Linked DNA regions of Sus scrofa: region 2 is linked to region 1. Evidence: chromatin contacts called from public promoter capture Hi-C data. All regions are on one chromosome and are shown on one strand. The core of a region is the stretch at or near the end of the contact, and the rest is flanking DNA. Distances in the headings are between cores, read along the strand shown.

What was found. Promoter capture Hi-C pulls out the DNA fragments that hold promoters and counts their contacts.
Region 2: a contact with region 1 is called in a promoter capture Hi-C map of liver, with 4 times the contacts expected there. The contact joins the enhancer-like site here to the promoter of VIPR1 in region 1. A contact is called at or near these places in 1 of 5 promoter capture datasets (liver), 12 of 47 Hi-C or Micro-C datasets (alveolar macrophages, embryonic fibroblasts, epiblast stem cells and 5 more) and 1 of 2 datasets of contacts at active chromatin or transcription factors (skeletal muscle).

What each region holds. Positions count from the first base shown.
Region 1 is chr13:26,034,038-26,041,541 of Sscrofa11.1, reverse strand. It overlaps VIPR1 (vasoactive intestinal peptide receptor 1), which reads right to left and starts at 4,932. Exons shown (of 13, transcript NM_214036.1): 1 at 4,699-4,932. The coding sequence starts at 4,776.
Region 2 is chr13:26,077,118-26,084,621 of Sscrofa11.1, reverse strand. It overlaps a transcript of SEC22C not described here. Among named protein-coding and RNA genes, the nearest start is that of SEC22C, 26 kb to the left of the region's middle. Within about 2 kb of position 2,776, at least 8 of the 83 cell types and tissues checked have an H3K27ac peak or open chromatin away from gene starts, as enhancers often do. A contact at or near this core is called in liver and skeletal muscle, where this site is marked.

The DNA of each region.
Region 1 (7,504 bases), core at 3,683-6,182:
TTGTTAACCACTGAGCCATGACGGGAACTCCTATAAGGTATTTTTAAGGTACTTCAGCCAAAACTGGAAAATAATGCAAAAATTTTTTAACAAGTAGTGATTTTTTTCTTTTGCCTTTTTAGGGCCGCACCTTTGGCACATGGAGGTTCCCAGGCTAGGGGTCTAATCAGAGCTATACCTGCCAGCCTATACCACAGCTCATGGCAACGCCGGATCCTTAACCCACTGAGCAAGGCCAGGGATCGAACCCACAACGTCATGGTTCCTAGTCGGATTCGTTTCCGCTGCACCACAAAGGGAACTCCAACAAGCAGTGATTTAAAAAAAAAAATTTTTTTTTACTATAGTTGATTCAATGTTCTGTCAACTTCTGCTGTACAGCAAAGTGACCCAGTTATACATTCTTTTTATCACAAGTGATTAGACATGGTTCCCTGTGCTATAGAGCAGGATCTCATTGCTTATGCATTCCAAATGCAATAATTTGCATCTGATGCAAATATTAATGGTTAAAAGTTCATAACTGCCAAGCCTAGAAAATGGGGGGGAATGAGCACTGGAAGTTCCCAGACTGCCATTTTGGTAACATCACCCCAAGAACTGGATATTTCCAGGTTCATTATACTATTTGCTCTACTTTTTTTTAAAAAAAATTGAAAATGTTCACAATAAAATTTCAAAAAAAACATACAATGTGGTAGCAAGATCAAACGTTTTCTTCCTTTCTTTCTTTCTTTCTTTTTTTTTTTTTTTTTTTTTTTTTTGCCATTTCTTGGGCTGCTCCCACGGCATATGGAGGTTCCCAGGCTAGGGGTCAAATCGGAGCTGTAGCCACCGGCCTACGCCAGAGCCACAGCAGCAACTCGGGATCTCAGCAGCGTCTGCAACCTACACCACAGCTCATGGCAACGCCAGATCCTTAACCCACTGAGCAAGGCAAGGGATTGAACCCACAACCTCATGGTTCCTAGTCGGATTCGTTAACCACTGAGCCACGACAGGAACTCTGAAACTGTTTCTTTTATTGTACATTTTCCTGGATGCACTGAGAATAGCTTTGTGCTGGGAAGCCAGACAGGGAAGAGTGAAGTCTGGGAGGTTAAGAAGAAGAAGCAGGGAGACGGGGATAGGTCTAGTCCTCTGGCCGAATTCCTGCATCCAGAGTTGCCATGAGGCTTCCAGCTGTGTGGGGAGGCCTGTCACCTATCACCCAGCCCTCCCTGAGAGGATCTGTCACCTGCCTGGGCCTGGAGCCTCACCCTTCAAATTGTCTTGCCACCTCGTGAGCATGTGACACCCTCTGTCCCCAGGAGTCCTTCCTGCCCTGGAAACCCTGGGCAGGTGGAAGCAAGAGAGGGCTAAAGAGGGGTCCACAAGCTCCCAAGCTGGGGATCAAGAGGAAGGAACAACCTGTCACACAGTTCACGGAGTACTTTCACCTCCTTCAAGTCTCACAGAAGTCCTGAAAGGGAGGCCAAGAGAGGTTCAGAGTCAGTGGTGAGATTGGGGGTGGGGTGGTGTAGGCGGAGACTCTGTCTGTCAGGGGTGGAGGCAGCCTCTCTTCCCATTTCTTCTGCATGTTGGGCCAAGGGTTCTCACCCTCCTTTTTGTGATGAGGAAACTGAGGCCCTTCCGCAGGGATGAAACATGTTCTCCAGGTTAACTAGCCAATGCCAGGGAGTAGGGTAAGGACTGGTCTCCTGGCCCCAGCTAAGGCTCCTTATAATGGAAGCTCTAGAAACATCAGGGGAGACTGAGACTCAGGGCAGCAGGGAGGGTGGAGACCTCCAATGGGAGCTTGCTTTTCCAGCATAGCCCTCAAAGAGGCCCCGGTAGGCCTGACTGACATTGTCACTTGACTTAAGGAGGAGGCCTGGCCCTGCTGTAACCTTGTTTCCTAAAGCCCACAGGGTAGCCTGCTGGGGGCCACGAGGGTTGGGCAGCCATGGGCGGCTTCTGGAATAGCTGGAAGCAGATGGCCAGGGCAGGATCCCCAAGGCAAGGTGAGGCCTTCAGGAACAGGTGGTCAGGAATCCGCCTCAGAGGGGAGTCAGAGGAGCCAAGCCTCCCTGAACCCCTTGGTCATTCCAGCCTCAGTGGGAGAGCTAGGGACTTCCTCCTCTTTCTGAGGTCAGGCCCATTGGTCCTGCCAACAGAGGCTGTTTTATGGTCTCAGGTGGAAGGTTGGACCATTTGGCCGAATTCTTCAGGGGCTGGCCTGCCTCCTCCAGGGAGTCTTCTCTGACTGCTCTTCTCAGCAACTCTTGCCCCAGTTCTAAAGGCGGCACCCACACCCACCTGGGCCCGTCCTCCTAGGTCACTGGCTCTGCTCTCCCCCACCAGCTAGAGAAACTTCCCAGGGCAGAGTGTGGGTCGGCTCCTTCTCTATGACACCTCCCACCCTGCCTCTGGCCTGGGCACTGGCTTGAGCAGTTCTGCTACCAGTGAGGAGTCCCTGTGCCTGCTGTCAAGGGGGTAGGGACAGTGGAAGGCCTAAAGGGTGGCCTTGGGGAGGACTTCCTCTTCTGAGACACTGGAGGTTTTCTTTCCTTTTTTTTTTTTTTCCTTCCCTGTTCAGAGATTTCCCTTTCCCAGGCTGAGGTCAGGGCACCATAAACAAGAGTGATAAGGCCTTGGGCTTTCAGACTGAACTTTGCAGCTGCCATTTTATGACTCTGATAATGTCACACCACCCCCACCCCCCGCCCACCGCCCCCCCACCCTGCAACCCTGGTCGGGCTGGAAGAGGACTGCCTGGTGTCCATTTAGCCCAAGAGCAAGTGGTGGCTGGTGGGGAGGAAGGAGAAGTAGAGAGGGAAATGGGGCCTCCTCATTCTAGCCTGCCCTCACCCATTCCTGGGCGAGTCCCTTCTCCTCCCTCTGTGGGCCCAGCCCAGCACTGAACTGTAGGGGATGTGGGAGGGTGAGAGACCTTAGCCCTTGATCCCATGGGATGGTCAGAAGATCCCAGCCTGGGAGATGAGTAGGGTTGAAGGGGTGGGGTCAAAGTGGGGAGGGCTGAGTGGGGTGGAGCAATCAGGGAAGGCAGTCTGGAGGAGGTGCTGGAGTTGAGAACTAATGAATGAGATGCGGAAAGACAGGGGAGCATTGGAGGAGCCAGGCTTAAACTGTCTCAGGAGGTAGGGGGCAGATGCTGCCTAGCATGAGAGGGAGTCCCACTGAAACCACTCTGTCCCTGGGCTGAGAAGCTTCCATGGAGGGGGAACAGGGTACCAGTAGTGATCCCAAGAGCCTTGATTCATCCAAAGAGAATTTGAAGGGTTGGAACCCGGGGTGGGAGAGCCAGAGGGTTGCTGGTGAGGCCTGGAGGCTCTGTGACCCTGAGAGGCTGTAAGTGGTACCAGAGCTGTGGCCTCAGGGCCAGAATTTGGTGGAGGTTTGAATGCCCAGGAGGTGGGTCTCACCTCTGCTGTCAGTGGGAGGAGGGAGGGATCCTGCCAATTGCCATAAGGTCTGCTCCCAGGACTGGCATCCCATCTCCAGGACAGCTGCCTATCCCCAGGCTGTGCAAGACATTAGCTAGATGGAAACAGAGATTCCTGTCTTGGTGGAGTTGATGGGAACAGAGGTAATCATGGGACAGAATAGACTAAATGACCAATATATTTCACCCACCTACCAGCCAGCCTGGAGTTTAGTGTCAGACCTGGAAACAAGTTTTAGGTCCTGCCCAAGCACCAGCCCCAGATTTCCTCAAGTCATGGGGTAGGGTTAGAGAGAAATCAACCTCAGTCCTCGTCTGATGGGTCAGGGACAGGTGTGGCTCTGGTATCTTTGGGCTTCACTTTACCCATCTGTAAAATGGGCTTTGGTAGCCTTCATGTCTTCCCTGATCTTGCAAGAAGGTAACCCATGCATCTACCGCCTCAATCAGAATCTGCCCTGCAGCCCAGGTGAGCCATCCTCAGACACACACATGGGCACAGCATACACAGGGCATGCTGGGAACACATGCACTAGGGGCACACACACACACACCCATATGGGGATGAAGCACAAGTGGGAGAAAGAGGGTGGCCACTGCTTGTTGACTGCTCCCTGCTCCGCTTTCCCCAGGCACATGTCTGGCCCTCCCTGGTAAACACACCTCAAACCCTCACTGCCCACCACCTTCGACCTTGGGCTTCATACCTTTCAGCTTCGCTCAGAGGGAGGGTAAAGGAAGGGTCTCCCTGCCAGCCATCTGATCCCCAAAACCCCTTCCCAGGACCCAGAGCTGAAGGCTCTGGGTCTGCTGCTGAGACGTCACTCCTACAAGTAGCTTAATGCCCCACAGACGCGTCCAGACGGGCACAGCACACAACCATGACACTTAGAGCCTCCCTCTCACCGTCTACCAAGCCTTCCGTTTCAATGGACCACAGTCCCCAACCCTGAATCCAGTGACCTTCCCACCCCACAGCCTCTGCACGAAAGGCGAGTTAGGAGCTGCACTTGCCCGCCGTCCCTCCACCGGCGTCCTAGAGGCCCGCTCCTGGCTGCGCTGGAAGGGAATCGGTGTGACTGAGACCCCACCCTTCCCTCGGGTCTAGGTCGGGTCTGGGGCGCGCAGGAGGGGAGACAGCGTGCTCCGCGCCCCTTATCCCGTCCACACAGACGTGAGCACACGGCCGGGCTCCCGTCACCCTCGTTCCACCCCCAGCTGCTGGGACTCCGGGTGGCCCGGCGGACACTCACCACGGGGCCGAGGACACAGGCGAGGACGCCGGCCAGCACGCAGAACCAGCCGGCCGGCGGCGGGCTCAGGGGGCGCATGGTCTGCTGCGAGCCTGCGGCGGGCGGCGCCGCGCCAGTAATGGGCGAGCGACGGGGGCGGGCGGCGCACCACGCGGCGGACGGTGGGGAGCCTGACTGAGCTGCGCTGCCGCGGTAGCCCCAACGCTAAGAGGCGCCGCTGGGGCGGGGGCGGGCTCCGGGGGCTCGTCTGACGGGCGGCGGGTCCAGCCAATGGCTTGGCAGAAGTGGGGCGGCCGCGCAGGTGTGGGGCGGGACCGGGGGCACTCCAGCGAGCAGGGAGTCCCTGCGCTCCCGCCGCTAGTCCCACACGTCAGTCCTCAGTCGCGAGGGGTGGACAGGCCTTTGTCCCCTCGGACTGCATCTCCAGGAGTCCCGAGACCCCAGCACACCCCAGCCTTCCCTGCTGGGCTCACGACGTTTCGGAGAGCCTGGCTGACTGGAAACACCCCCTCAGCCCCACCTAAGGGCGCTCGGCTCGTACACCTCACGCCTTCGGAACCATCTCCTCCAGAAGGCCTCCCCGCCACTCTCCCCATTTTCCACTTCCTGCCTCATAGGGCTAGTGCAGGAGGGCCGGACCACGAAACTTGTTACTTCTTATCCACTAGTCTGAGGGCTGCAGCCCGCGTAGGGTCCTAGGCTACAAGTGCCCCAGGTAGTGGGGCTCACTGTTTGATCCATTTTCAATCGACCCAACCTCCCCGCGCCAGAGAGGCCAGGCGAGGGGAAGCCAGGGCGCGAGTGAGACCCGATTCTTGGTTCCATGGTGCCTCCCCTGAGCCCTGGCAACGTGGCAGGGCGTGCTCGGCACGGGCTGAGCTCCTGGACCTTTCACGGCGAGGAATGGGGGTCGTGCTTCAGGGAGGGTGGTGCGTCCGCGCCCTCCCTTGTCTCAGCCTTAGCACCTCTGGAGGGAGGCAGGGCCGAAGTTCCAGCGCCCCCACGCGGGGAGGGAAGGTTTGTTCCTGCGCTCGGGCCCAGACTCCGACCTAAAACAACCTCCTCCTGCTTTACCGATTTTACAGTCTGGGAAACTGAGGTACAGAGAAAGGCCCGGATCAGGGCCGCCTGCCTCTAATGTCTCGCTTCCAGGGCTCAGCAGGGACCTCGGGCCAGCCTGCCTCTACCTCGCATTCTCAGGAATTGGTTTATTGTCTTTAGAATGAGGGCGTATTCTTGTGAACCAAATGCAGGTGGCTGCTTGACCGTCTTTCCGAGGGTTCAAAAGGGTGCAGTCGAGGCTGGAGGTGGCTGTGGGGATAGGGTGGCTGGTTGGTGACTGTTACGGGGGAGTGGGGAGGGCGGTGTTCAGTGAAGAGGCAGAGAGGGCTGAGCGTCCCTGGGCGTCTTTGGATGTGTGTGGCTGCTTGAAGGAGGTTCTATTGCTGACCGGCAGGTGCGTCAGAGTTCCTTGCGGACCCACCCAGGTTTCCCGCACTCCAGCGCGGGGCATTCGGGCGGCTGATCTGGGATTGCTTGGAGTTATGGAGAGACGCGGAAAAGTCAGGAAGGCAGGAACGCCCAGCTCCTCTTTGATTTTGGCTTATTTGGGGTGCTAGTATTTGCTCTCTACTTTCCCGTCCTCCCATCTCCCTTTTCTTTTTTCCTTCCATCCTTCCTCGCTCCCTCCCTTTCTTTCCTTTCCTCCTTCCTTCCTCCCACCCTCCATCCCTCCTTTCCTTGAACATTCATTAATAGTTTGCCGTATGCCTGGCTCTCTGCTGTGCCCTGGGGCATGGGGATGGATAAGACATTAACATCTCTTGCTTGAGGAGGACCTGGGAAGCTACTGTATTCCCCTAAATTTCCAGTTCCTTCCAGTTACAATCAGTGAGTCTGGTCATAAGCCCTTCCCCAGACAGGCGAACTGTGGAGATACCTTTGCCCTGGCCATTCTGGAGTTTGGAGTCAACTCCTGAGGGGAGGAATTGTTTGAAGAATCACCAGCCATCTCCTCAGCAGTTCCACTTCTGGAGACCAGGTTAGGCTCAGAGCTCCTTGCCTCTCCCCGTGACCCTGCCAGTACCCCTTCTCAAGCCTCAGTTCTCTAGCAGGGCCGTGGCATTTTGTCCTCATTCTGGAGAGTCACCTCTGCTGGCACAGTGCCCTAGGAATCCTATATATGAATGGCAGATCCATGGGCTTTGGCTCTCATAAACTCTTGTCCACTCTACACACACACACACACACACACACACACACACACACACACACACACCCCTAACCAGCTGCAGAATGCTGAAATCCCACCGTTAAAGCATGTCCTTTGGCCCTTTGAAGTTCTCCTCTCTCTGAGGACAGGTACTTGAGAATGTATTGAGGGGGGTGAGGACTGGGGACTAGTGGGGAGCCAGACCTCACTTTACTAAGTGACCCTCAGCCAGGCCCAGCAGGTGGCAGATGGGGGAGGGGTGGGAATCTTAAGGCTCCTAGCTGGGGGGGGGGGCTGCCTCTCCTCTTATTCTAGAGGGTGTCCATGAGAAACCCCCTCCTTGGTTTGAGGGCTATATGGGTAGACTGGTGACAGTGAAAGTGGCTGGTAGGGCTCCTGGATGCCCTTGCAGCTCCCAGGCTTCCAGGAAGGAAGCAGGTGACTGAGGAAACAGTTTCCATGCAGATTCTTTGCAAAGAAAATGACTTCTTTGTTCTTTCAGAATTGTTCTCCTAGGAGACTCACCCTCCCTTTCCTATCAAAAGGTACAGAACAACTTCAGAAGTAAAATAAGGAGCAGGAAAAAGAAAGTAG
Region 2 (7,504 bases), core at 1,527-4,026, 45 kb before region 1:
CTTTCTGGCAGTTGCCCAGCCAAAGGGTCGAAGCACAAGGGTTCCCTTTCTGAAAGTGCGGTAATGAGGGAACCATGTAGACTCTGCTTTCCCTTCCCCAGGTGCGCCTGACTGTGATGAGTACCATGCGTGGCTTTCTTTTCCTGGGTGGGGGCATATTGGGGTGGGATTTCTTTCAGCTTGTATTCATCTGGGAGTCAAGGCTCAACACTTTGAAAGTTCTTCAAGGGGTGGGGAAGAGGGTTTGGGGAGGAGAGCTGAAATTAGAACATTTAACATCATTTCTACCAACCCTACCTTGAGTTTCCTGTTCTTTTCCTAGGTGCCCCTGTTCAGGTCTCCCTTGACTCTTTTCACTCTATACTTCAGTCCTAGGGACAGAGGCTGAAGCTGGAGTCTCTGCAGGGATGAGGAAGCCACCTTTTATTGTAATGTCCAGGGTTGGCCCAGGAACTTCAGAGAGAGAGAGCAGATTGCACAAGGCCTGGCCCTAACCCTGGGCACCTCCAGGAGCCCTGGTGCACAGCACAGCTAGATGTTTGGGGCACGGGAAGCAGGGGTTAGGTGGGGAGGGGAGCTGGGGTCTGGCTATCTGCTGCTGCAAGACAGCAGCTGCTTCTTGGCATGTGGGCTGTGTATCGCACCTTCATTCAGGGCTGCTGTTTGCTGTTCCTTGAAGGAGTGGGCTGCTGTAACATGCAGGACAGGTGGCCCTCAGAGAACAGTGCAGCACAGGTGAGGACCTGTGGGGAGGGAATGTTTACAGCAACCAGATATGCAGGCAGACCCCTGCCCCAACATTACTCACATTCCAGGTGATTCTATACAGAATCCTTCCTGCCCAGGCAGAGGGAAGCCCTGTGTGCACCGTGAGTGTTAACAATGGTGGGAGAGAGAGTAGATGTGCCTTTGAGAGATGAGAGGGGAAGGAGGGCCCAGTGCCCAGTCAGTCTGAGGCCTGGAGGCTCTTCGCCTTGATCCAGTGCCACCATGAGTAAGTTGCTGCCTTCGGCCCCAATGATCTCTCCTGGGAAATAGTGGTGACGTCCTCCTGCTCCCCTGGCATACTGTCAGGAGGGTAAAAGTGGTAGTGGGAGGGGATGCTGGGTGAATCCCCCATTTGTGTGTAGGAGAAGGGAGCCTTTGAGTTCCATCACCCAACACATTGAGGATGTGCATGCTTCAGGCAGCTCAGTGTGTCTTCTGGCCTTTACAAAAAGGGTGTTAATAATGCTGCAATGTAAATGGCCTCATGCTTTCACTCCAAAAACATAGTGGCCTCTCTTCCTCCCCCTGGACCTGCCTCCTGCCTTGTAGGCACAGAGCCCTCGGTACCTGTGGTGTTGGGTCCTCCAGGATCCAGGGAGGCCAGTTCTGCTGGTTGGACCAAACTTCATGGCCCGTCAGAAGACCCAAATGAGAAGAGCTCTGATTCTCCCATCTGTGGAGCAGTGATGTCAAAATTCTGTTGCTCGGGAAACATCATTGGCAGAGAACCTGTGAAAAGAGGCTTGTCAGTAAAATCTGGGAATGACCGGATATGGAAACATCTGCCCTTGTGTACCGATGGCAGAGCTGTTGCCCACAAGCGCTTTTTATTTAGGGTAAAATTATCAAATCCATTCTGTTCCTCTACCCTGTGCTTGGTACACATGACCTTCTTTAACCCTTATATGATTCTGGGGGTGGTTTCAGAAGTGATGTGACTCCCAGGATTCCATTTTGTTTAATGGACTTTTCTACTAAGGGCATAAAAGATTGAGGCTGATTTAGCCAGGGCAAAACCATTTACTTTCATGTATTCATTTTGAATGCTTGCTGTCCATATTATATAAGCTTCTTACTGTTTTCGTGTAATAACAAAGATCTATTTTGAGTAAATGATGAGTACATTTTAACAAAATTTTACACAGTAGTAAAGCCAAATTGTGTTAATGTAGGTAAAGAATGTTGTATAGCCATTTATATACTATGTATATATAAATTCAATGAGGTGGCTTCAGGAGTGGGAGGAGAATAAATCTAAGGTGCTTATTGACTTGTGTGTTTGTGTGGAAAATTCTGAGTTGGGGGTCCATTTTCCCGGGTGGAGTGATGTGGGCCTGGCACTGGACAGGGGAGGCATAATGTGAGAGAAAGCAAATTCAGGTTCTCTTGTCCAGTGAGGTCTAGACAGGTGCAAGGGCTCAAATAGTCTTCGGCACTAATCCCCAGACTTCGGAATGCAATCATGGGTCTAGAAAAGCCCTGAGAAAAACCAAAATAGCAATCTCGGTGCTGCCTTGGGGGTTGAGAGGAATGCCTTCGATGGAAGCTTAGCTCCTGCCGGGCTCTGTGCCCTGGGCATAGTGCCCTGGGCAGGCACTATGCCCTGCTCTGGTCTCAGCTCTCCAAGCTCTGAGGGTGATGTAGTTTTCCTTTTTCAGGATCAGCCCTGTCAGGAAGAGGCCACCAGGGGGCACAACATCAGGTTCCCAACCCAGGGGATTGTACTGTTTCAAGGTCGTTCCTTCAGCAGTTGATAAAATTTCCAGAAAGGAAGCAAATGCACCAACCTCTCCTGACCATGCTCTAACCACACTGGGGACCGCACAGCTCCAAGCTTCTCTTCACTACCTGTTCAGAGTGAAGATCTTTTGGAGGAGGGCAAAGACTTCCGAAATAAGCATCTGAATTATGAGTTCTGGGATTGGGGAATTGGCTGAGCCTTATATGCTATCTGGTTCAACCCCTTTATTGCTCAAGTGGGGAAACTGAGGTCTGTCCCAGGTAGCCAGTGACAGTGTAGCCCAGAGCTCTGTCCCATGGGCTGAGAACAAGGTGCCATCTACCACTTGGCAGCACCCACAAAGAATAAAAAGGGATCTTGGCTCATGAAGGGTGCCCTTTGTGTGCCAGGATGGCTGGGTGCCAGTTCAGGCTGGTGAATTGCCTTTCTTTTTCTTGGACTCTACCTGCTCTGGGTCCAGGTACCAGAAGTGCTGCCTCACAGCTGCCTGGCACCCTTGGGCAGTGCCAGCAGAGGAGTGAGGTTCAGACAGCAAGGGGCCTACCTGAGTGTGCCTGACTCTGCTGAGTCAGCTCTAAGATGTCCCTGGATCAAATGTGCAGGGAAAAAAATTCATTGAAGAACACGAAGGAGAGAATCTGTGACCTAGGATGCAGAAGTGCTTCTTCAAAATGTCACAGGCACAGCCCTTAAGGCAAAATGATCAATGTGATGACATACAAATATGGACTTCATGGGCCAAATTAAAAGTGTAGGAGAAGATATTTACAAGGTCTGAAGCTAGGATTAATATACAAGCAATTTCTTAAGTCAGAAAGAAGGACAGCAATTTCAATAGAAAAATGAGCAGAAAAGAAGAGAAAGCCCAGAAAGCTACTAAGCATATGAAGATGCTTAAAATCATTACAGAGAAATACATATTAAAATAATAGTAAACTATTCACAACCATGTCCATGAGTTTAGCAAAACTTAGCTGTGTGGTACAAAGTACTGGAATGAGAGTGGGGATAGAGGACTTCATGTACAGCTACTATAACCAACCTCAAGAGCAGAGCTACTGTTATGGGTTGACTTGTGTCCTCCCTAAATTCATATGTTGAAATCCTAACCCCCAGTACATCAAAGTGTGACTGTATTTGGAGATAGGGTCTTTAAAGAGGTAAATAACGTTTAAAAAAAAAATGCCAGGGAGTTCCCATTGTGGCTCAGTAGTTAATGAACCCGACTGGTATCCATGAGGACATGGGTTCGATCCCTGGCCTTGCTCAGTGGGTTAAGGATCTGGTGTTACCATGGGCTATGGTGTAGGTTGCAGATGTGGCTCAGATCCCGCCATGCTGTGGCTGTGCCGTGGGCTGGCAGCTGCAGCTCTGATTCAAACCCTAGCCTGGTAATTTCCATATGCCGTGGGTGTGGCCCTAAAAAGACAGGAAAAAAAAAAAAAAGAGAGATTAGGATACAGACACATACAGAAGAGGACTGTGGGAAAGCACAAGGAGAAGGTGGCCCTCTACAAGCCAAGAAGAAAGGTCTCAGAAGAAACCAGCCCTACTGGCACCCTGATCTTCAACTTCTAGCCTCCAGAAAAGTGAGAAAATAAATTTCTGTTCTTCAATTCACCCAGCCTGTGGAACTTTGTCATGGTGGCCCTAACAAACTAACACAGCTGCCTACCCGACTTTAGTATGTACACATCTCATGATATGGAAACTTCACTCCTAGTTATGTCCCTGGGAGATTCTTACACAGATCCTTAAGGGGACATGTTTGAAGATAAATGTTTACTGAAGCATTATTTGTGTTGGCAGAAAGCAATCTGTGTGTCTACCATGGACAGATAAAGCATGCAGGCTCACCATGGAACAGCAGGCAACAGGCAGAAGTACCAGAGTTAGATGTAACATAGCAGCCTGGATACATCTTCAGATCATAGAACTGAGGGGAAAATAACATTTTTATGATTAGAAATATATGTGCAGAAAATGATAAAATATTTCCTAAGAATATATTCTGAAAGATATATATTAGGTTCATTTATAGGTTAGGTTCATTTGAATGGTTGCCTACAAAGGGTCAGGAGCTTGGGAGTTAGGTGTAGAGATAATAAGGAATTAAAAAAAAAGTGGTGGGTGGGGGGAGCTGGCTAGAATCAGCAGTCAGGTCTGAGATCCCTGGGAGAACCAAGGTGACTCTGTTGCCCCTGATCTTTTCCAGGGTGCCCAGCCCTGACTGGACTTGATGATGCTGAGGGCCTGTCTCTGGGGGCCTTCAAAGCCCCAAGTGCTGCCAGTGTTTTCGCTTCCAGGGCTTCTCCACTGGCCGATGGGGATTGGTGGTGGTGGTGGGAACTAAAGCCAAGGCCAGGGGCTGTAATGGGCAGGGAGGGCTTCTGGGACCCATGAGGGAGGGGAGAGAGGATAAAGCAGAGAGGAGAGGGGCTGCAGAGGGAATGCAGGCGGGCGGGAGCTGGCTCTGGCCACCGGGGACTCTCTCCTTCCCAGATTCAGGCCCTCTGACTTGTAGTTTCCTGGTGGAGGCTCTTTCCCCCTTGAGGCACTCAGCTAAAGGGCTCTCACAGGGACAATGAACACAGCTGCAGGGGGACAGAGGTGCACCCAAGGCAAGATCTTCCTCCCACCCCAGAAATAGTCTGTTCTGGCCACGGAGCGAGCTGTGTGAGCTTGGGGAAGTGAAGCCGCAGGGGGGCGGGGCTGGGAGGCATGTAGGTGACCAGGACCGTGACTGCCCTGTGGGGTTGTTCCAGGCACATTTTCTGAGGCCCCAGGGATAAGAGCCAGGGCCAGAAGCAAGGAACGCGGGGCCAGAATGAGGATGAACTTTCTCACAGAGCTGTCCAACAGGGCTGAGGGCGGTGGTGAGTGCTCCACCAGGAAGGCGGTGTGCAAGCCGAGATGAGATGTATCAGATGGGACCTTGGAACATGCTGTCCCCATCTCAGAGACATTGTCTCCTCCAGGATGCTGGTGTCTGCGGGGACATCTGCCTATCTCCCGAAGTGGCTCCTGTTGTGTCCATCCCACGGGGTGAGCCAGACGCCAGTTGCAGGAAATAGCCTGTGCCAGCTCCCATTCGAAGAGTAAATATTAGTCTTTTCAAGAGCTGCCTGTTCTCTGTCACTTGGCACGGAGAACACTGAACCCGGGGCAGTGGGGGGGAACCTCTTGGCCCCTATGCCCAGATGAAATTTTTGGACCCAGGTCACTGCCACAATGCAGCCCCAAGAAACAACTCTTACCGTGTTCCGGGCAGGAATCCCCTCTCCGTGACTGGGCAAGCGGTGGGCACTAGAGCCCCCACCTGGTGGGGTTCAGGCAGCACTGAGGCCCCAAGCCCCATCACGTGTCTTTCACATACTGTCCAGGCCACAGCTGCAGAGGCAGGACCCTGGACATTTTGACCTAGACCTTAAGGTCTCCGGACCCCAGTTCTGACGTATATGGTTTAAAATCCTGATTACCTGGGAGGGAGAATGACCTGTTACTACTCCACTCTCAGCCTCTGGGGAGACCTCCAACCACCCCAACCAGTAGAGCAGCCCTTACCCTAGCCCCGCTTCCTGCCTTCTTTCTTCTGTAAATTTCCTCATTTATTATCGACTCCTCCGTTAGAGGCTTCCTCCGTTAGAGGCTTCCTCCGTTAGAGGCTCAGCTCGGTGCATGCAGGACCTCTGCATTGGTCACTGGTTGGAACTGTGCACCCAGTAAAGTGCTCAGTAACTATTTGCTGAGTGAATATGATGACGTTAATACTTTGAAAATATTAAACCGATATAATTCTCATTTCCGAATCCCTGAAATCGTATTCCTTTGAAGCCCTTCCACCACAATGACCAGGGAAGGGTAGGGGTCAGTAAAGCAGTCTCAGGGGGAAGGGAGGATGGAGGGGGAGGAGGAAAGCCCACCCTCAGCTGGTGAGTGGTGGGAAGGGAAGGGGGTGCATCTCTCAGACATGTGTCCTGGTCTTATCCTCTGGGATGAAATCCTAAAGGGAAAGAAACTGAAAGCTGAAGGTAGAGAGGGCATGTGTCCCACTCAGCCTTAGAAGACAGCCTCCTAGGCAGCCTGAGGCCCTCAGGTGGCCCTGCTGGATAAAAACAGTGGAGCAACAGATTTGATGGCAAGAAGGTCAGAGTGAGTGCCTTCCTCTCAAGCCTCCTTCTGCTCCCAGAGGCCTGGAAGGGTCCAGAGGTTCCTGTGTGCTCCAGAGGGCACAGGGAATGTGGCTGAGTTGGGACTGGTGGGCCTGTCTGGGCACTGCCACGGCCCGTGCTGAGGTGAGAGTGGCTCCCTCCCCCAAGGCTGGATGGGGGCATGGCTGAGGCTGGAGGGGTCTGAGGAGCTAGAGTGAGCCGAGGTGGCCCCAAGCAAGAGACTCAGCAGTGAACTCATGAGCTACAAGCACCCAGACACCATGAGTTTCCACCAAGAAGACCCTAGTAGAAAACCCTAGCCTAGCTTTGTGCCAGGCTCCTTTTCTCTGCCACCAGGAGGCCACCTGTTTGGACTCTCTGCCTTGTATCTTATTCATCTACCTTTGCCAGATCCTGTGGGAATAAGGTGACCATCCCCCCTCCTCAGCTTTCCCTCACAGCTCCTACATTCTGCCTTTGTCCCTCTGGAATCATGGTGTGGGATGCCTGCAGGGACCTGCCTGCTTACACTCAGACCTGCCCAGATTAGCAGCCTGAGGGTGCTGTCATGGGCAGAACATGAGCGCTGGGTGGTGGAGGTCAGCAACTACTGCTCTCCTGTTCCCTGGGAAATTGATTCTGAGGCGTGTTCTGCCCGCTCCTCAGAGGGTCCCGATTCCCATTGGCACAGCAGTGACAAGCTCAATAACCCATCTTGATTTTGGCTTTCTCTATTTCTCCATGTCACACTTCTCTGTTCCCTGCTCCTGTTTCCTGGTCATGGGCTCTTCTTTCTGGGGAGTGAGGCTACAAGGCCATTTGAGCCTCTAGGCTAGAAACTGTC